Regions from separate parts of the Zea mays genome. Here region 2 is linked to region 1. Evidence: chromatin contacts called from public Hi-C data. All regions are on one chromosome and are shown on one strand. Each heading gives the region's core, a stretch centred on a gene start, on an enhancer-like site or on the middle of the called end of the contact. The rest is flanking DNA. Distances are from core to core; before and after follow the strand shown. Region 1 holds the start of LOC103645186 (probable E3 ubiquitin-protein ligase ARI8). Region 2 holds the start of LOC100275431.

The links. Hi-C and Micro-C count contacts between places; a contact is called where the count stands out from the background.
Region 2: a Hi-C map of leaf shows a contact between it and region 1, with 2.3 times the contacts expected there. The contact joins the promoter of LOC100275431 here to the promoter of LOC103645186 in region 1. A contact is called at or near these places in 5 of 25 Hi-C or Micro-C datasets (ear, leaf and tassel).

The regions. Positions count from the first base shown.
Region 1 is chr1:200,619,449-200,622,644 of Zm-B73-REFERENCE-NAM-5.0, reverse strand. It overlaps LOC103645186 (probable E3 ubiquitin-protein ligase ARI8), which reads right to left and starts at 1,574. Exons shown (of 15, transcript XM_020546643.3): 1 at 1,012-1,574; 2 at 135-256. The coding sequence starts at 1,203.
Region 2 is chr1:200,751,279-200,754,474 of Zm-B73-REFERENCE-NAM-5.0, reverse strand. LOC100275431 reads left to right here and starts at 1,516. Exons shown (of 5, transcript NM_001149505.2): 1 at 1,516-1,879; 2 at 2,415-3,196. The coding sequence starts at 2,442.

The DNA of each region.
Region 1 (3,196 bases), core at 325-2,824:
TACAATCAAATTTCAGTGACATGTGTATTAACATACAGTATAATAAGGATAGATACCGTTGAATTACAAGGTTGTTAAGAGTTTTCTGTCTTCAGAAAAGAATATTAGATGGAGCACTGGCATAACAAACCCACCATTTATAGTGATGCAGGAGGGCACATGCCTCTTCCCTTGTAATCAGTAACACGGCTGATACCTTGCTTACATCTTCCTCTTGACGCTCAGATATAACTTCTTCATTTAGAACCACAAATGTCTGTTGATAGCAAATGCAACTCCCATTTTAGCAAAACTCAAGAGTATCCCATGGAGCAAAAAATATGGGCAGAAGAGCAAAGCAACACAAAGAGACCAAGCGTGATCACTCATCTAAGACGCTTGATGGAGCCAACAAGAGGCAGCACAGCACTCATCTAGGACCGTAATACTAATGGTTGATCAAGAAGAGATGGAAGCTGCTGCAGTGCTACTTCTAAGCCGAATTCAGCACATATACAAACCAACACTCAGCAGTGCATATAGGGCAGCAGCCACAGCACTGAAATGATCATCAATTTGCAGTAGACGGCCAGTTCTAATAAAAGTCTATGAACCGATCTTAACACTTCACTGATTTATGAATGAATTGATCTAAATCGCTACCACTCTAGCACTTCACTACATCACTACCACTCTAGCGCTCCAGTACATGCACAGATCGCAAAAATTGCCACTGAGCTATCACATTTCATCTTATGAAATGGATAAACTGAACTAAAAAACAGCATTCTATGTCACTTCTAGTTTGTTCAAGATTTGTGTGGACTGTTTTGTAAGGCCGTATACAAGCAAAGGCCGGAACTGAATTTTTTCCATTATCTAAAAAATTACTGAACTAAAAACATCATTCAATTCCGGCAGGAGCACGCCAACTTTTCAGCCTATCCCAACACATCCGAGCTCAAAACCCAAGGATTCCAGTGATAACTAAGCAGCTCCCTATCCGCCTCATGCTCGCAGCATCGGCCTCACCTGCTCGCGTCTGGACACCACCTCGTCGGTACCCTCGGCCTCAAGGCCCTCGTCGTAGTCCACGGGCACCAGCTCCTCCTCGCTCCCGCCGTCGCCGTCGTCACCCACGTCGCTGTAGCAGTAGTCGTAGTAATCCTCATCGTCCATCACCTCCTCGTCGCTGGCGGCGTTCATCTCCACGTCGGAGTCCATCCCGCAGCACGAATCCGGCGATAGGGAGATCGGGCCGGGAGGGGAGGGGCGATGAGGCTAGGGTTCCGGCAAGCCTGGCAGGGAGAGGGCAAGTGAGGGACGAGGTGGGCGGAGATCGATAGAGTTGCGTGCCCCAGTCGCGTTTTCAATGGCGTTTCTTTTGGGTTTCTATGTGCCGCGTGACCGATTTGTTTTCCAAAAAAAAAATCACTTTCCTTAACAACGTACTGTGGATTTTGAACCATTCGCTCGACTCTATAAGCCATGGTGCGGAACTACCGGATGTCGGATATCGAGCTGATGCAGATCTCGGTGGCACGTATTTTAGCGTCGAGGTCGCAGCCGACTAAGCGTGTGTTTGTTTGAAGAATGAAGTGATCCATCTTCTTCTCACTCCTTATATTTTTATTTGGTTTGTTGAATAGAATGAGTTGATTCATCACCACTTCATTCCTCATCTCTACAACTATTAAGACACATCTGTAGACTGCCCCCGCCTGCGCGAACCGCCCGCCGCACGCCAGCCGCCGCGACTCCCGCACGCCAGCCGCTACCGAACTCCTCACCTACCACACGCACGCCGCCCGCCGCGAAGCGCACGCGCGAAGCACTCCCCCCCCCCCCCCCCCCCCGCCGCGAATCCGGGTCGCAGGTCCTGTTGCCCGCGGCCGCGGCGGAGGCGGCGCTGACGGCCGCAGCCGCGTCATCTTCATCCCGCACCGGGGCTGGGACGGCGGTGGAGGAGTTGAAATCCTCGCCGGTGGGGAGGAGCGAGTCGTCGGGGACGAGGAAGGTGGAGTTGGGGAGGACGCGGGAGAGCGAGGTGGTGATGGCGGCGGAGGACTGGAGCCAGGGGTCCGGCGGCTGGTATGTGACGGCGACGACGGTGACGACGAGGACGGCGAGCACGAAGAGGGAGAAGCACACGTTGCTTGCCGCCTTGATGAGCGACTGCGAGACGGGGACGTCGCCAACGGTGCCGCCGGAGGACGGCCCCCCGCTGCGGCGGAAGAGGGGCGAGTCCTCGCCCCCGTCGGGGGCGTCGTCCGGGTCGGAGGAGGACATCCTGGATCTGGGACTGGGACTGGGAAGGAGCGGGGCTGAGATTTGGGGAGCGGGGCTGGGAGATGGAGGTGGCCGCTGCCGCCCTGCCGCTGCCTGTCTTCTCTGTTTGTTGTGTTGTGTCGGCGCCGCGCGAAATGTTAAGCGAGTTGCCTTGCTTAAGGAATTTCTTTTTACCTTTTTGTTTTATGGAAAGAAAGATCGCGCACGCACGGTAGTCTCCAATCTCCGTGCTCTCTGCTCTGTCCGAAAACGAAACTTTGTGAGCGGGTGAGCTACTGCCGACGGGTGTGTTTGTTTGAGTATTGAAGGAGAATAGAGTGACTATATTTCTATTTTGAATTATATTTCTATTTTTGAATGTTTGATTTTTAATAAAAAAAGAGCGGAGCGGCTTCTAAAGTCTTAATATAAAAACTAGGTGTATGCCCGTGCGTTGCTATGGAGTTAACATATAATGATAAGATATATTGAGATGTATAGAAACATTAATTATCGTTATACCTTCTTGTTGCCAACTGTCAGCCGCGAACCGCAACGCCTGCACGAAGCACTCCCCCGCGCGCACCGCCGTCGCAACCGTGCCTGCCTACCACGCGATTCCAGTGCTCCAAACCCCTGACTCCCCGCGCGCATGAACCCACTGTGTCTCAAGATCGTGGAACCTTAAGCCCCTCCTCTCTCATCGGCGTCGGAATGGCGAAAAGCTGCGGCGAGCCCACTGTGGAGGTTGCGTCCTCCAGCTCCTCTCCTATTCCTGCTTCCGCGTCGACGGCGGAGGCGAGCATCGACCTTGGCTCATCTCCTTCCCGGCCTTACAGAAGCGGAAGAGGGACCAATGGCGCCGTCCCTCTCCCTCGTGCCCCCAAGCTCGTCGTCGTCTCCGCCGGCGCATGAGCTAGGAAGCTACTGCAGCCTGCCTTGCCTTCGC
Region 2 (3,196 bases), core at 267-2,766, 130 kb before region 1:
GGCTAATAATTCAGGCCAAAACACATATTTTTGGTGTATCCATGTTATATATTTGGATTTGTATTCAAAAGTAATTTGACATGATGTTCATTTTATATTTATTAAAGGCACGTTTTAAAAAAATAAATGTTCAAAGTTCTTATAAAAAGAAATATGCAGTTCTCTATAGAAATTCCATAAAAATTGGGAAACTTCTCCCCACATTCTGTAAAAATTTACGAATTCCTGGGGAGTTATTCCTCATTGACCAAATATGCATCATATTTAAAAATTTGGAGTGCCAAAAAAATACGCATCATATTTTTTTTAGGATGGAGCGAGTATTTTTTAATATGGTGACAAGTTAGCAAATTTACTGACTTGACGAGGTAAATATAGCTTTGTAGAGTATTGTGCGAATGAAATTCACTCTAAAAAGATGATACAGTGGTCATAGGCTGTTCACGGAGCAGAATTTTATTGCAGTATTTTTAAAAATATTATATCAGTTTTTGTCTATAAAACCGTGTAGGATAATCTAAATAAAACACACTTACCTATAGATGCCCAATAAGCACGAGATCCGCGAGCCCGGCACGAAGCCCGCTGTTTGGGCCCGGTCTGAGCCCGACACGGCCCGATTCTATGCGGGCCCGGGCCGGCCCGGCACGAATAAGCGGACCAGGCTCGGACAGGAAACTAGGCACGGTGGGCTAGCCCGGTACGACATGTTTACCTCTAAGCCCGTTAAACCCGCTTTTTTACACTAAAACGTGCTTACCGGCCCGCTTAGCCCGCTTTTCGGCCCATTTTTTCGTGCCCGTTTAGGCCCGCTGCGGCCCGGGCTTGGACAGGAAATTGAGCCCGCGTGCTTAGACGGCCCGACCCGGTTTTCTAACCGTGTCTGGCGGACCGGGCCTAAAACGGGTCGGGCTTCACCGTGCCCGAGCCGGGCCGGACGGCCCGTTTGGCCATCTCTACTCTTACCTGACATAAAACTGTATTTATCTTTCTTTTTATGAAATCATTGGTATGCCATTATACTTATAATAGAAAGGCATTTAAGGTCTAGTTTGGAAATCTCATTTTACCAAGTGATTTTCATTTATATTTTTCTTAGTAAATAATTTTTTTAAAAAAATTAGGGTTTCCAAACTAGCTTTAATAAAACGAAACTAGAATAAAATCTCTACAACAGCCTAGGTAACTGTAACTTGAAACTCTTTTGCAACTGAATTTATAATAAAATAATAATAAAGAAGGTTTTGGGGCTTCCTCGACTGACCTGCCCATACTTGGAACTCCACTCCAGTTTACTACCCTCCTCCGTCGAAAGCGACGCCTCACCGCAACACAAGGCCGCCCGCGGACACTGGGTCGGCGGGGCCCGCACCTCCTTGGCTCCTTTCCACGCAGCTTTTCCACAGCACAGTTGCCATCTGTCCTCGCCGGCGCAGGAGCAGCCTGCCCTGCCTCGCGTGCGACCCTCCTCTGCTTTTTAGAGAGAGACAGCGAGCACGCGCAGAGGAGAGGAGAGAGAAGCACCACGCCTCCCAGGCTCCCAGCGCGCACGCACCAGGGTCCAGGAGAGGAGGACACCGTCGCCTCCTGGTTGGTTCATCTCGTCAGTCGTCACCGCCTCCTGCAGCCAACCGGCGGGGATTCCTGTCCTGGATGCGACAAGGCCAGCAGGAGAGACCCTCCCCCTCTCCTTCTTCTCCCTGAGCAGGAAGCGGAAAGCCTTCCGCGCTTTTCAAAGATCGTAGGCCGCACGCCTGCAGCAGCCGCCGACTCAGGGCGAGCGTTGAGAGGAGGACGAAGAAGAGACTGAAGAAGAGCAGACCGAAGTGAGGCCGGAGGAAGGGATCGGGCCTTGCGGGATTCGGCAGTCCATCACGAGGTGTGTTTGCTTCTCCTCCTCCTTACCCATCGTCTTCTCGTCTCGACTCCCATCACCTTCTCGTCTCTAGAGTCGAGACTGGCGGCCATGCGCTAGTACCCGTATCCCTTTCCGGACCCAATTGAATGCCCTTGCGACGAACAACGCCGTCCTTACTCATTGTAGCCACCGTTTCTAGTACACCTCTTTACTAGTTCACCTCCTCCTCCTTACGGCACTGTGCTCTGCCTTTGCTGTTGGCTTCACAAGATTGTTTGCTTTCTTGTTAATTAGCATGGGAAAAAAAAGGGTGAAATCTGTTTTGATCTACCTGAACTTGTTGCTCATTTCGCTCGCCAAGGCTACCGACATGCTCATCTGGATTTGCTGCTCTGGTTGTAAAGCCGCGCGCGCGCAGCCTTTATTTGCATTAGGTAGCTTGGAGTGATCCGCTTTTGCCATGGCTACCGACAACATCATTGTTCTCTCAGAAGGCTCCACTGCTTAGCCTACATATTGGAGTGGGGTTACTGAACCAGGGCTCAACACTGCGCAGGTAAATGCGGCGCTAGGAGCTGCAGCGATGGCGTCGCTGGTACCCGGGGTCCTCCTCAAGCTCCTGCAGCACATGAACAGCGACGTCAAGGTCGCGGGCGAGCACCGGTCGTCGCTGCTCCAGGTCGTCAGCATCGTGCCCGCGCTCGCCGGGAGCGACCTGTTCACCAACCAGGGGTTCTACCTCAAGGTGTCCGACTCGTCGCACGCCACCTACGTGTCGCTGCCGGACGAGCAGCACGACCTCATCCTCAGCGACGTCATCCAGCTGGGGCAGTTCGTCCATGTCGACCGTCTCGAGGCAGCCACCCCGGTGCCGATCCTCAGGGGGGTCAGGCCGGTCCCGGGCCGCCATGCCTGCGTCGGCAGCCCGGAGGATCTTGTGGTGACCAGCTCCTCCACTTTTCTTCTTGGCAGCGGCAAGGCCGCCCAAGCCTCCTCCACCAATGGTAGTTCCAAGGATGCCGGTGCCCTGTCGCTAGAGAAAGAGCAGGGCAGGTTAGAGAAGATCAATGCTCCTCCCAAGAGCAACGGCACAGAGAGCAAGAAGCCCCAGCTCACCAAGTCGAACTCCAACCTCTCGAAACAGGCGCTCAATGGCCTCCTCTCGGACAAGAAGGACGTGGTTAGCTCGAAGGCAAAATCAACCAGCGCTAGGTCGACGCCGTCTTCCCCGACCAGCGCCCATTCTCTGCCTGCGTCGTTCGATAAATTCTCGAGTGACATGAAACAGAGAGTGAGAACCAAAGGAGCAGAGAAATCGCCGCCGTCAAGGCTGTCCTT